Linked DNA regions of Mus musculus: all the other regions are linked to region 2. The links are chromatin contacts, called in public HiCAR-type, HiChIP or PLAC-seq and promoter capture Hi-C maps. All regions are on one chromosome and are shown on one strand. Each heading gives the region's core, a stretch centred on a gene start, on an enhancer-like site or on the middle of the called end of the contact. The rest is flanking DNA. Distances are from core to core; before and after follow the strand shown.

What was found. Promoter capture Hi-C pulls out the DNA fragments that hold promoters and counts their contacts. HiCAR-type assays count read pairs that join an accessible place to other places. HiChIP or PLAC-seq counts read pairs in DNA pulled down with a chosen protein or histone mark.
Region 1: an H3K27ac HiChIP or PLAC-seq map of embryonic stem cells shows a contact between it and region 2, with 2.8 times the contacts expected there. The contact joins the promoter of Eya1 here to the promoter of Lactb2 in region 2. A contact is called at or near these places in 1 of 39 promoter capture datasets (pre-B cells), 2 of 484 Hi-C or Micro-C datasets (embryonic stem cells and muscle stem cells), 1 of 115 datasets of contacts at active chromatin or transcription factors (embryonic stem cells) and 1 of 9 other capture datasets (macrophages).
Region 3: a HiCAR-type map of embryonic stem cells shows a contact between it and region 2, with 5 times the contacts expected there. The contact joins the enhancer-like site here to the promoter of Lactb2 in region 2. A contact is called at or near these places in 3 of 39 promoter capture datasets (the 3T3-L1 cell line, cranial neural crest and frontonasal cranial neural crest), 1 of 484 Hi-C or Micro-C datasets (embryonic stem cells) and 5 of 115 datasets of contacts at active chromatin or transcription factors (astrocytes, bone marrow-derived macrophages, embryonic basal ganglia and 1 more).
Region 4: a contact with region 2 is called in a promoter capture Hi-C map of embryonic stem cells, with 2.3 times the contacts expected there. The contact joins the enhancer-like site here to the promoter of Lactb2 in region 2. A contact is called at or near these places in 5 of 39 promoter capture datasets (the 3T3-L1 cell line, cranial neural crest, embryonic stem cells and 2 more), 4 of 115 datasets of contacts at active chromatin or transcription factors (bone marrow-derived macrophages, embryonic stem cells, large pre-B cells and 1 more) and 2 of 9 other capture datasets (embryonic stem cells and liver).

What each region holds. Positions count from the first base shown.
Region 1 is chr1:14,308,404-14,311,904 of GRCm38.p6, forward strand. Eya1 (EYA transcriptional coactivator and phosphatase 1) reads right to left here and starts at 1,796. Exons shown (of 18, transcript NM_001310459.1): 1 at 1,243-1,796.
Region 2 is chr1:13,659,128-13,662,705 of GRCm38.p6, forward strand. Lactb2 (lactamase, beta 2) reads right to left here and starts at 1,382. Exons shown (of 7, transcript NM_145381.2): 1 at 1,202-1,382. The coding sequence starts at 1,323.
Region 3 is chr1:13,072,386-13,075,826 of GRCm38.p6, forward strand. No RefSeq gene overlaps it. Among named protein-coding and RNA genes, the nearest start is that of Gm39592, 31 kb to the right of the region's middle. Within about 2 kb of position 1,801, at least 13 of the 459 cell types and tissues checked have an H3K27ac peak or open chromatin away from gene starts, as enhancers often do. A contact at or near this core is called in embryonic stem cells, where this site is marked.
Region 4 is chr1:13,013,821-13,017,488 of GRCm38.p6, forward strand. No RefSeq gene overlaps it. Among named protein-coding and RNA genes, the nearest start is that of Slco5a1, 25 kb to the left of the region's middle. Within about 2 kb of position 1,876, at least 5 of the 459 cell types and tissues checked have an H3K27ac peak or open chromatin away from gene starts, as enhancers often do. A contact at or near this core is called in embryonic stem cells, where this site is marked.

The DNA of each region.
Region 1 (3,501 bases), core at 546-3,045, 650 kb after region 2:
ACTCACAGAGCAGCTGACTTTATTTGGCACTTAAAAGTTGAACTGAACGGTGGCTCAATTAGACTTCTATGTCTGTCACCACAAAGAGTTTTCAAAGGCTGAAAATCCACAGCTGCTTGCTTACTTACTAAACACTTTGGGCCTTAGGAGAACTCAAGCATCGAGAAAGTCAAATATTAAATGTTTGATCATATGAAGGCATGACTATTCCTGTGTGCATGTCCCCAAACTCTAAACAGAGCGGGGGAAAGACTCTCACAAGCATAAAATAAAACCTTCTCTGAAAGACATTAGAAAGACAACTTCAAACCTATACAGCTACACACCATGATTCCCAGCTAACAAGTTTCTATACCCCTGGCCATCTTAAGAAATGAAACTTAAAAACACTTGTCTAAACTCAATGACAGTTCATAATGTATTGAATTATTGCAAACGTTATGCTTAAATGTCTTCAAAATTCCTCCCAAGAGTGTAAGCCTATGAGTTGTTAGCAATTCAAATACTGATTTTGAAGGGCCGTGCTTTACACGAATATTCAAAAGTTTCAAAATCTGGAGTTTAGCTTCCAAGTGCATTCAAATCACAAAAAGGGCCAGAGAGGGACAAATACTTTAAGGGACCAAAGGCTTATTGTATCGAATACTGAAGATGAGCCTGCTTAGTAAAGTCTTTGATAAATTTGCTTTGGAACAAAAAGGTGTCCTTCTTGAAAACATAGTTATCAGCTCGTTGTTCATCTGCTGAGTTTTCCGTTGTAAACCTTTCCTCATTTATCAACCTAGCCGTAGAAAAAGTGATCTGTGTAATAAATACCACTAAGTATACCTTTCGTACCTATACATCTATGTATGGATATAACCCTGTTCAATACCACTCAATATTCTGGGGCTAGTGCAGCAATTAAGAAAAGATATGAAATAATTCCCCCGTCTGAGAATATTACCTAGTGTTCTACTTATCTATAAAAATCAGAACAAAAGTAGTTAATTTGCAATGATCCTTTAATGATCCTAATGGCTCCGATCATTTGGAGGGTAAAGATTACAATTTTACGACGGAACCCAGCGGCTTCTAAAGTCCCAGAAACAGTGTTATTGTTTTCCCCAAGCCACAGTGCTTTTTTTCTTTGAAAACAAACCAAAACCCTAATAAAGGCTCTCCAGTTATCTCGGGCTTTGCCCACCAGACAGTAAGTAGTACTTGGTCATTACAGTTTTTCAAACACCAGCTTGTACTTACAGCGCTCACATCTGCTGCCTCCACCGGTTTAGTGTGCTCCTTGGAGTTTTCTGTGTTAGCAGACCTCCATTCCTGACATAGTTTGGCTGCTGTGCAGGAACACGGGGACCCGGGAGCTCTCAGAGGCGCTGTGACGCGGCTGGCAGCGGAGCGCAGAGGCCGGGGATTGCCCGGCTCCCGGGGACTGCGCCCGGGCGCTGCTGCAGGCTCGGGCTGTGGAGCGACTGAGCGCGATCGCCTTCCCCAGGAAGGACCCCGCCACCGCGCACCGCCACAGGAAGGCTTCCAGTCGGAAGTGGCCCTGCACACTCGCTACCTCGCCGCAAGCTCGGAGCCATCAGCTCGCCGCGGTCTGTTTGGGAACGGCTTTGCGCCCCAGCGAACGGCAGCGGCAGATAGCATCTGAGACGCCTAGACAAAGAAACAGCAAAATCTCATCCCCCGATTTGTTTGCGCAGCCTTGTAGGTCTGCCCACGAAGCCTCGGGGCTTTTTGTTTTGTTTTGTTTTTGCAACGCAAACCACAGCTAGTCTCTTGTCCTAACCTTATTGGTTTAAATGCAACAATTGAGAGGAGCAGAGCTTGGTCTGACTCAACCTCGCTGCTTTAAAAAAAAATTTATTATGTAAATGACGCGCCCCATGATATCTGAATAAACAGCTGTGGGGGAAGAACTTGTGGGAACCTCTGTCAACACACACACATCCTCCCGCGCCAGTAGCTCCCAATTAAGATCTTTGGGGAGTAGTTGCATGTTATCTTTTACACTTTTTCAATACTTTTTTTAAAATTTTTTTTGAGGACCTGAAACTTAGGAGAACGGATACTTTTAACACTTTTTCCTAAAGTACCTACCTACTTACAGGTCTGGAGAAGATTTAAAAAAAAAAAGCTGTTTCTATGAAGTAGAGGGAGAATGGGCAAACGTGTTAGCTATTAGCAGCTTAACAATGAAAGCCTGGCGGAGGATTCTGCAAGGGTTGCTAGGAGGCCAAAGGCTTCAGTTCTTTGGCTAGGACCCAGATAATATTTCACCATTAACATTTTTAAATGGGTCTTGAGAAGAGATTCGTTTAGTCTGGAACTTGCTTTGCAACTTATCCTTTTAAAAACTCACAACCTTAATTCAGAATCTATGAGTTAGGCGTTCGTTCGGTGACACCTAGGAGCTGAGCTTCAGTTAACAAACTATGTTTTATCCAAGTCAAGGGTTTAGCCATTATGATAATTTGTAATCTTGAAAGAAGGCGTCTCCTTATATGGGTTAATATTTTGTCGGTCCTATATCACAGTTTAAATGCAAATGCAAACTAACACTCACTCTGAAATTAAGTCTGGATATGCATTTTAAGAAGGTATTTTTATCATCACCAATATTTCTATTCTATGTGCTCTTTTTATTAAAAAAAAAGTCTCCTTATTTTAATTTCTCACCTTGGTATGAACATGTTTTTACATCACAGTAACTTCACATCAACTAATAGAGGAGATAGATGGGTCCTACCTTAACTCTGCCAATTAGGAAACGAAAGCACCTTCAGATGATGCAAACAAAACCCAACTAAATGGTTCTAAGGACCAAAATTCCAAACAGGAGTTCTCCCTTCCCCTCCTAGAAAGGATGCCAGTCTAAATTCCTTGCAAAGGAGCACTTTGTCAAACCTAAGAGGCAGCTGGGACTTCAAACTCACCTAGGATTTCATCTTGTTCAGCACCAGCAAGGAACCATGAGCTAGGTATCTACCATATTTGGGAAGCCAGGTCAAAAAAACAGTTGATTGCTATTGGATCATATATGCAGCTGACATAGTTACGTTACCTCCTACAGCACTCTCTCAGACCAGAAGGATCAGTTATTCAACATACCAAAGTGCATGTGCAGAAAAAACAAAGTCTATTATGGAGTTTTCTGTTGCAGTCAGGTAAAATCTAATGCTACATTAGTTCTATTTACAATACCAAGCACCCAGACAGTAACTTCTTTTGCACTTAGATTTGTTACTAAATTACCCAAGACATAACATTTGACCTCTGGCTTAAACTTTACCTTCAGCTATTGCATTCATGCTTCCTATAGGTTAAAATTATTTTGGACATGTATTGCTCAAATGTCATTCATGCAGTTCATAAAAGATTATAATATTGGAGAACCCAGAATGTGCACACTCTGTGAAGTCAAAGCGGCAGAAATACCATGTCAGTTTTACATACAAGTTACTTGTCTATGTTACAGTCAAATTTATCGTATTACATGTACTT
Region 2 (3,578 bases), core at 132-2,631:
TGTTGTGTCAGCAAGGAGGGATTGGCCAATGAGCCCCAAAGTTAGCAGAAACAGAAGTGTAAAAATGAGTTCAATGATATAGTGCCACCTATCATCTTAGACCTTTTTGTGATGCGGAGCAGTGGACACAAGTCTTGAACATCTGCTTTGGACCCAGTTAATATTTGTTTCTAATCACCCTTTAGTTTGAGTAGCATCATCTGCACGTTAATTATTTTACCATTACTTACTACCTAAAGAGCCTATAAAAATAAAACTATTACTTAAGTACAATATATGATTCCAGTGAACATTTGTGCTTAGCAACTGTTCATCTTAGTAACTTCTTCATCCAGTTTGCATAGAAACCAGCCATCTATTTTAACCCTCGAAGAAAAGCAGGCTGTGTTGAATGTCCTGGAACCATACAGCAAACTCCAGCAGGGCATTCTCCAGGGTTATTCAGACTATTTGCAATTTCCGGCTTAGGTGCTGACTTCAGAATGGGTTTAAAGTGGCACATCGAAGAGATTGTCCTGGGCTCAGACCATACTCTAGAGGTTAGGCACTCTGCTGCTAAAAGCATGCCGGAAGCCTAAAGGTCCCGTACTTTCCCCTGGCCTGATTCACTCTGGGCTAAACCTTTTATGTCTACTTTTAGAGTCCGATGCTTGTAAATATCCTTTACTCTAGAAGAGTTAATATAATAGAGACTTTAAACGCAAACAAGATATGCTTGTCATACACGATTAGTAGAAAAAGCAAGAGTTAGTTTCTCCTACCCACAGGCTGGGTTGCTCTGTCGGGTTTAGACTCCGGTTGAACTAGAAGCAAATTCTGCCCTCTACTGTAAGAGACTGGATTTAGTATAGTCAATTGCTTACAGTAAACTTTTAAGGGCCTAGTTATATGACCCAACCAAGCCTGAAAGTGGCTATGTAGCCTAGGATGGCCTCGTACTGGGGGCGACCTCCTGCCTCTGCGTTCCAAACACTGGATTTCAAGTGTGCACTAACACACAGGCTACGGTAAACTCACTCGGTCACCACCTGCGGGCAGCGAGACAGCAAGTAAACTGTGAGTCAGACTTGGGAAGCCTGTGCTTTTCTTACACCCTCTGTCCTCCGCAGAGCTCGGGGACGCGCTGGGGGCTAGCCTGGCCTCTCGCTGCCTCCCTGCCACGTGACTGCGTGAGCTGCGGGGGCTCGGGGGTGGCGTTTACCTGCTGCCGGTCCCCACCAGGTACGTGTTGGTGCCTTGCAGGGTCATGGGACCCGGGTTGCAGCCCAACACGCGCACCACCCGACTGGACAGCTGCTCGATGCGCTGCAGAGCGGCAGCCATCTCTCTATCTACCTCGGTGACCGCCGGCACCCGAATTCCAAGTCACTCAGCGTGCTGCGACCTCAGGCTCGGAGGGCAGGGCGGCGGTCTCGTGACGTCAGGCCCGGCGCGGATCACGTGGGACTTCGCTCAGTGGCCCGGAGCGGATTGGCGGCCACTATCTTACGACTTGCTGGCACGCCCGTCAGCCAAGTGACGGGGGTGGGGTGGAGGGATGAGTTCGCGGTGACTGTGGCATGAGGTGGCCTGACCCGCCCGCACTGGCCTCAGCCGGCTCCGTCGCTGAGCTTCTTGTGTCTCTGAGCCTTGTTTCCAAGTAGCTTTACATATCCATAAAGAAGAATGCAGTTACTTCATTGAAGTTAACCTCCAGAAGTGGGGGAGGGAAGGTCACAAGCTAGGCAGGTATGGGGAGTATTTACTGAGTCACCAACTTAGGAAGGAATGGCAGGCTGGTGATTTGAAGAATAGCTTACCTTTTACAATAAATGATGGCAACCAATGCTTACTTGTACCTGTGTGCGTCTAGCCAAGGGCCACCTCCGAACATTACTTTTTAATCCTCAACAACAGGAAAAAAAAAAAAAAGTAAAGAAAAGAAAGAAAGAAAATAAAAGCGACTGTGCATATCTGCAGAGGCCAGAAGACAATTTGACAATTTCAGGTGACTCAGGAACTGTGCATACCCTTCACCAGTGTTGACTTGCCACCCAGGCCAGACTGGCCAGCGGTTGACAGCCCCAGAGATTCCCATGTCTCCATCTCCCCAGTACAGGCATTATAAAAATGAGACACCATGCCCCACATTTTTACATAGGTTCTGGGGGATCAGCCTCTGCTTGTCGTGCTTATAAGGCAATCACTTTAATAACTGATCTATCGCCCCAAACCCCATTAGTTATCTACTCTTAAAATCCCACGTAGTTCTTAACTCTTTTTTTTTTTTTTTCGAGACAGGGTTTCTCTGTGTAGCCCTGGCTGTCCTGGAACTCACTTTGTAGACCAGGCTGGCCTTGAACTCAGAAATATGCCTGCCTCTGCCTCCCAAGTGCTGGGATTAAAGGCGTGCGCCACCACCACCCGGCAGTTCTTAACTCTTAACAGGCACAATTTCCCCCCATTTTATAAATGTAAATTGGAGTTTGGGAGAGCCAAGCTCTGCTTCCACTTGTTTTACATGAGCACATGGTGCTATCTGCGCAGAGTGGAGGGGCTTGTTTATCTCCTCTCTATCCTACCCTTGCCAAGGGAAATAGGTTGGTTTAGTGTCCAAGGTGAAAGTGATATAATTGCTCTGTCTTTTCCAATTTTCTCTGCCTTTCCCAATCAGCAAGTATTAAGCATTGCTTCCCACTTTAAAATTTTTAGTTATAAGTTACTTATAAGAAAATGCACAGATCCTAAGATATCCATCAAATTATGATGAATATATACCACAAAAGAGATGTAGAGTGTATTCACTACCTTAGCCTACTCCTTTTAGGAATATGGCTCCTCCAGCAAATGCTGAGGCACACAACCAAGACTGAATTCACTATGTAGAAGAAAAACCTGGGTGGACAGTCTGGGACAACCCAGTAAGGCTGTCTTTCTCTGTGAAGTATGCGACTGCATGCTTACTTGAGTGGAGTCTAGTGCATGGATATATGTTGGTCTGCGTCCGCTGGGCATGGCCTCTTGGAGAGTTTGACTGTGTCTACAGCTGGTGGGATGGGTGCAGTGCTGTAGGGAAGCACCAAGACACAGCTTCAGGGGTGGGAAACCACAGTCTGAGATGTGGGAAAGCTGGAACTGGTTCTGGGGTCCCTGGGCCTGCGATGAGGCCAGGGCTGTGGGTTTCTCAGACTTTTGGACATACATCCAGGCACAGCTGAGAATCAATCACAGAAGAGCCAAGAACAGATTTGGAGGCCCACAGAGTTGGGACCAGTGTCTAATCCAGGGGTGGGGGTGGGGGAGGAGAAAGGGGAGCTCTGGCTTGTCCCATGGGTGATTGTCCTCAGATTGGCAGAGGCAGGCTTCATAGTGGTTGTCATTGGACGTGCAGAGAGGCTTTTTGCAGGAGAATTAAGTTGTGTCTCTGTAGTTGAATGCCTTTTTCATGACTTACTATGGTAGATCTTGATAAAAGAAACAGTTCATGCATGGTTCTAAATAGTTTATTGTCATGGAAGAAAATGAATGCATAAAACCATATCCTACTACTCAGAGTGGAACTGAGATTCAGTGCCTTTTACAGGGAGGAGTGTTTGGGA
Region 3 (3,441 bases), core at 551-3,050, 590 kb before region 2:
GAGACCAGAGTGAAGAAGAACAAGCCGTAGATGCCCCTAATCTGTGTTCCTTGAGACTTTTGTCGAGTTAGGCTGCAGGACGGCCGAGCTAATCAAGGAAGAACTAACTGCCTTGCACCACAGTTTACCCCAGCAGTCAGCTAGCTGAAGACTCTACAGTGTGGCCCAGGACTCAAGTTGTTGCTTGGAACAGGAGACAGATAACCACACTTGTTAAACCTGTTCACCTTTTAGCTTTTGTTAACCTTAGGCCACAAAGGTACAACTAAAGGTATTTATTCTCATTAGTTGTCCCTCACTTTGGGGACCAGGTAAGCTCACATTTGACCCTGTCTCAAATACACAGACACACACACACAGCATTTGAAAGTTTTCAGTGGCCTCTTTGACAATCAGGCCTCTTCTCCCAGTTTCCTAACTCCTCGCCCACCCTGAGGGTCATGGGGGATGAGAGATTCATTGAGGTATGACAGACAGAGGAAAGGGCTGTGGATCATGTGATCACACAGCAAGCATGTGACCAGCAACGGAGCCAGATAGACCTGCCAGCCCACCCCAGAGCTGCCATAGCATGGGATCTTGGGTAGTTTCTTTTCTAAAGGCTGACGGTATCCTCTCTGTTGAAAAAGAGCCTCCAAGGTCCCAGAAGTTCTTTAATACTGAGATGTAGCTTTCATATAGAAGATCTACTACGGGGCTGGTGAGATGGCTCAGCGGTTAGGAGTGCTGACTGCTCTTCCAAAGGTCCTGAGTTCAAACCACATGGTGGCTCACAACCATTTGTAATGAAATCTGACGCCATCTTCTGGAGTGTCTGAAGACAGCTACAGTGTACTTACATATAACAAATATATATATATATATATATATATGATCTACTACATCTCCGTAATAATGCACAGCCCCATTTAGCACAATAGGCACAGCTGGCTATTTTTTCTCAGTCTCTTCAGTCTACTTTGTTTCTCCCAGCCATCTCTCTGCTCCACAGAGGTGACCATGAAGCTTCCTAATTGGGAAGCTCCCCTAAAGTCTCACACTCACTGATAGAATGACAGGCCCAAGATGAGAGCACAGAGCTAAAATAGGAATGTCAAAGGATACTTTTCACACTTGCCCTCTAAACAACACCCAGCAGACAGCCAGGAGTCTTTGAAATGTGTCCTGTAGAACCACCAGCCCCTAATCCTAGGGATGAAGATCAAGGGAGCAACAGGCTGAAGTAGAGCTTGCAATCTGCCTTGCAAGGTTGATGTTATTTGATGCTTCATCTCACCTCTTTATACAAAAAAAAAAAAAAAAAATCAAAATAAGTTATGAATGACAGACTATTTTTGACACAGTCCAAACATAGCCAAGAAGTAAGAAAAATGAGTCCCATAGGAATGGGTCTTTAACTCCAGGGACACAGCAGTCACCATAGGGTTTAGCCCCAGCACTGCATTAACCTGGAAGAAGTAACACAAGCCTGAATTGTAGCAGGTTCAAGGCCAGCAGGGTAGAGGAAGGACTTGCCTGAAAAACAGACAAACAAAACACCCAAAAGAAAACAGAACCAATTAAAAACAAACAAACAAGGCCCACAGGGCAGCAGTGGAGCTGGCCTTCGATTCCAGCACAAGGGAGGCAATGGCAGGTGGATCTCTGTGAGTTCAAGGTCAGCCTGGTGTGCAACCTATATAATGAGACTCTGTCTTGAGAAGCTAACCAAGCAAGCAAGCAAGCTAACAGAGTTACTGTGTGGAGATTCTGCTGTATTCAGACTCATGATCTCCTGCATCCTCTGGGCTCCGTAACTAACAAGACAACATATATGTGCTCAGTTGTGGAGGAGAGACTTGCCAGCCCATCCTTGGGCAGTTTTATCTCTACAAATTAAAGACGGTAGTAATTTCCATCTCTACTTACTAGCATTAACAACCCCACAAATGCTTCTGTATTTTCCCCCTTGATTAGTCTGCTACTGAATGGCTAGTAAATTTAAAATGTTTTAATGGCTTCTTTTTCCAGATAAGGTGAGTTCTACTATGCTACCTTGCTGCACTCAATCTTTAAAAAAAAAAAAAAAAAAAAAAAAAAAAAGAACAAACAAAAAGTACGAAAATCTAAAAACAACAAGCAAACAAAACCCCAAACTTCTCCCCCGACATACAGTTAAGTTTTTTGTTAAGTAATTTGCAAATTTACTTAACAAAAAACTTTTTAGTCATGTATTCTATCTTTCGAGGGGGGGGCAGGGGGGAGTGAATTTGCAAGCAGACAATAGGGATGGAACAGTTACAAAGTGGTGCTTTTCTTTGTTCCAAAGGTGGGCTGAGTGCTTCATTTTAAGCTAAGTAGATCTCCAAGAGCACAGAGAGCTCGTCCCCAGGGTCCCGCAGCACCTTCAGGCAAGTACAATTAGGCAAAGACCTCGGAAAACCCCTGGAGGGTTTCAAAACTTACCCCCTCCCTCAGACTCCAACCTGCTAATCTAATGCTAATCTTTGCTCAGAAACTACAGGTATTTTAACACCAACTAATTAGGTTTGCTAGTTCTCCGGGCGTAGGCCGGGTCTTTCCTAAAGCTTGATGTGTGTGTTATTAGCTAAGTGGGTCTATATACTCCCGAAAGCTCGCCTGACCCTTTTCCATGACACAGAAGTCAATGAATGGATTGATAAGACCACAAAGGAGACAGGGGGCATTTGTGCGCAGTGATTTCTCCTTTAAAGAAATGATTAACTGACAGAGTCTATTGAATGCCAAAATCTAACATCAGATTTTATTCTTAAACCAATGCAGTTTAATACAGTGGTTATAAGATAAACATTTTTATTAGTCCACAGAGAATTCCTGGGGAAACTTGGCATAAGCTCAAGATTCAAACAAAGATCATGATTCTCAATTAATTTCTGTGTCTCTGAGTCTGTCTGTCTGTCTCCCCCCTCCTTACCTCTTCTTTGCTCCATCTTTCCTGCTTCTCTTCTTCTCTCTCCATCTATCTGCTTAGGCATGTAAGTGCCCTCTACCTCAGGCCTTTTAATGTCTGTGTTTGGAGAAGTTCAGTTCTTGTGCACTCTACAAAATTCCTGCATCCTAATCAATGATGCTCCTGCTTCCTTTACTCCTCGTCCCCTCCCTCCCTCCCTTCCTTTCTTTCTTTCAATTTTTTTTAAATAGTCACATTTATATTTTATTGTTTATATTTTATTGAACACTATAAATATAGAGAAACGCTAACATATGTAGGAGGATGTAAATTAGTAGCATGCAAACATGCCACTTCATATAAAGGCTTGAGTTGCCAAGGATTTTAGCAGCCAACCAGCTTTAGGGGTAGCTTCAGAGATCCCCCATGAGCCGGGCAGTGGTGGTGCACGCCTTTAATCCCAGCACTTGGGAGGCAGAGACAGGCAGATTTCTGAGTTCGAGGCCAGCCTGGTCTACAAAGTGAGTTCC
Region 4 (3,668 bases), core at 626-3,125, 640 kb before region 2:
TCCTGTTGCATCTGCCAGACTCACTTGCACAGCACCATGTTCTGGAGTATCTGTAGCAGATATGCTACATTGTATTACACACATTATAACCACATTTTCTGTTACAAGGATAAATATTGAGTCCAATGATCTAATGAGCATAGATGCTCTAAATCTAAAGTCACATATTTGTGCATAATCCTAGTGTTTTGTCTAAATGATTTTATAATGTACTGGGCAGGGTGGTAGCAGTATTTAGGAGGCAAAGGCAGGTGGGTCTCAAAATCTTAGGAGTTTGAGGCCAGCCTGGTGTGCAGAATGAGTTCGAGGATGTTGGCCATCCAACGCTACACAGAGAAACCCTGTCTCGAAAATCCAAAAATAATAATAATAGTAGCATTATAATGTACATTTTAACAAAATGTAATTTTTAAAAAATATTTATTTATTTATTGTATATGCATACACTATCTCTGTCTTTGGACACACCAGAAGAGGGCATCTGATCCCATCACAGATGGTTGTGAGCCACCATGTGGTTGCTGGGATTTGAACTCAGGACATTTGGAAGAACAGTCAGTAGTACTCTTAACCTCTGAGCCATCTCTCTAGCCCACAAAGTGAATTAATATTGAGTAGCAACTTTATCATCCCAATACAATAACATATATATGTATATATATATATATATATATATGTATATATATGAAGAGAGAGAGAGGAGATACGCACATATTTCATATGACACAAAACCCAGTAGCTATGAAAATTTTCTCTACACACAGGATAAATTTTTAAGTTTTAAGTTTTTTGTCTTTTAGTTCGTAAATTTATATTTAAGTTGGTATAGAAAAACCAGTGATTTTTTCAAGTATTTAATAAGACTATTTCAATAATATACTTTAAATCAACCCTTAATTTTTTTTCATTTTACTTATCATTTCTGTGTGTGAGTACACGTGTTAAAACACTGTGTATATAGAAGTCAGAGGATAACTGGCAGAAGTCATTTTTCTCCTTCTCTCATGGGCAACTCAATGGTTAAACTCAGGTCTTTGGGCTTTGGAGCAAGTGCCAAGCACTTGCTAAGCAGCCTTGTGGTCCTCTAGAAAGCTCTCTTCTAGGCAAGACCTAATAACATCATCCTTTTGCCCATTATAGAGATATAAAGGCTTGAATGCCACTGCTTGTATGGACTGGCATCTTCTATAATCTCATCACAAAACAAAAACAACAGAAAGATTTATCATAATACACATCCATGATGTTGTGACAATCACAAAATCAAACAAAAATTTCACATTTACAAACTATACCTGGAAAAGTATTCCTACCAGACATCGTGGCATACACCTTTAATCCCAGCTCTCAGGAGGCAAAGGCAGGCAGCTGTGAGTTCTAGGACAGACTGGTCTACATATCAAATTCTAGCACATCCAGGGCCCCATGATGAGACCCTGCCTTTAGAAGAGAAGGTGAGAAGGAGGCTGGAGAGATAGCTCCGCAGTTAAGAGTGTGGAGAGCCGTGCCGTGAGCAATCGCCATTATAAGATGGCGCTGGCTTCCACTGTGCCTAACTAGTAAACAAGCCTTGTGCGCAAGTGCAAGAGTGAATTCACGCCCAGTCACTGCCCATCTCGGGGTGTAGTAATGGGGTGATGGGCGAGAAACTAATCAGGTGCTGTCACATCAGGTGCTGAAACGTCACGCTGTGGGCTATATAAGCAGCGCCATTTTCCGGGTTCGGGGTGTTCCTGAGAAGTAAGCAATAAAAGCTTTGCCATAGAAGGATCCGGTTGTCCGAGTGAATTCTTGCCGGCGAGATACTAGCTTGGGCGAGATAAGAACACCAGCTAATCTTGCAGAGGATCCAGACGCAGCTCCTAGCACTCTCATGATCATCTGTAACTCCAGTTCCAGGAGACCCAACATCCTCTTCAGACCTCTTTAGACACCATGTATGCACAGATATGCTTGCAGGCCAATCACCCACACATAGATTATTCATGTGTTTTTTTATTCAGAATACATAAAGTTAGTAATTTTTTTAACTTATCTATGCTTGTGTGCACTTGTAGCCTCCCCCAGCCTTGAGCAGGCTGGCTCAGACCTGTTCTACCACTGTGAACAAGACCACCTAGGGTGGAGTCTTCTGACCTAGATAGGCCTATTGTTCTGCCACCTCTGCCGTTTTTTTCTCCAAGACACCGCTACCTGCTGAGAGGCTATCCTGAGGAAACAAGATCCTGGCGTGGTGAGGGAAAGGATCCCCCCACCCTTTATAAATTCAGACTCTTAAGTAAACTTTGGGCCTTGATCAGTATCTTTGTCTTGCTCTCCTTATTTCTCTCACCATTTTCTCCCATGCAGCCCCAGCTTCCCTTTCAGGAACCCGGTTCGCATAGCTGTGGTCAGTTACATGCACTTGCCTGTGGCGGTAGAGGACAACTTGTGGGAGTCAGGTCTCTCCTTCTACCACATGCCTTTTGGAGGGTTGGTGGCAAAGGCCTAAGCATCTTTTACTATACATCACTTAAAGATATTTTTATTTTATTTCTCTAATCATTTAGTAAGATATTTTGTATGTCACTGAAAACTCATGATTGGTACTCTCCATACATCAAAAAAGTGTCACAAAGGAGTCATGCTTGACTATTAACAAGTCAGATATTCTGGAGGGTGGTTTGTTGGTTGTTTGGTAGCTTAGGACCACTGGTGTGTGCTACCTGCAGTCTTTAGTTCTTTCAAAGACTATTCAAGCTTCTCCTTTATTCTCACACTTCTTTTTAGAAGACTTACTTATTGATTTTATGTATGTGAGTCTTCAGACACACCAGAAGAGGGCATCAGATCCCGTTACAGATGGCTGTGAGCCACTATGTGTTTGCTGGGAATCAAACTCAGGACCTCTGGAAGAACAGTCCGTGCCCTTAACCACTGAGCCAACTCTCCAGCCCCACTGACACTTTTTAAAAAAGAAGTATTCCCTTCTCAACTGCCTCACTTTTTTTAAACCTTTCATAATCTCACTTTCAGGCTTCCCTCTTTATTTCAGTAGTTCTAGACTTTCACTACTTTTATTTTAGATCTTGAAGACACTTCTAATTTTTAAAGCATCTTACTTTTTCATCTACTGTAAATGATTGGTCCCTTAATTGTATTCTTTTTAAAAAACTTTTTTTTCTTTTGTTGAGGCCTGGTTTCATGTAGCCCAGGTTAACTTCAAACTGCCTGTAGCCAAGGTTGACCTTGAGCTGCTGAGTGTCCCTCAGCTAGGACATGAACATGCTCCCCTGTCCCCGTTGTCTCAGTGACGCAATCCCTTCAGCCTCCTCTTCTCGATATCCTATTCATTCACACACACACATTCCTTTTCTTCCTTTTTTAATCTTTTCTTCCTATATGCAATTGATTTCTCTTAACTCTCCCAGGATGTATGTACGGTGCTCCTGCCTATAGTTCCAACACTAGAGCAGCAGAGAGGGCCAGCCTAGGCTTCATCATGGGGTCCTGTCTTAACTTACAAAAATTAATAATCTTTTCAAGGTACTACAGTCAACTCACTTTAAAATTAAAATACTTTAAAACTCCTAGACACTTGCTATCTTCAGACACCAGGGAAACTGCTAACTTGAACCGGTTCACAGTTTCAACATTAATAGCTACACTCCTTTTTGAAAGTATCATGT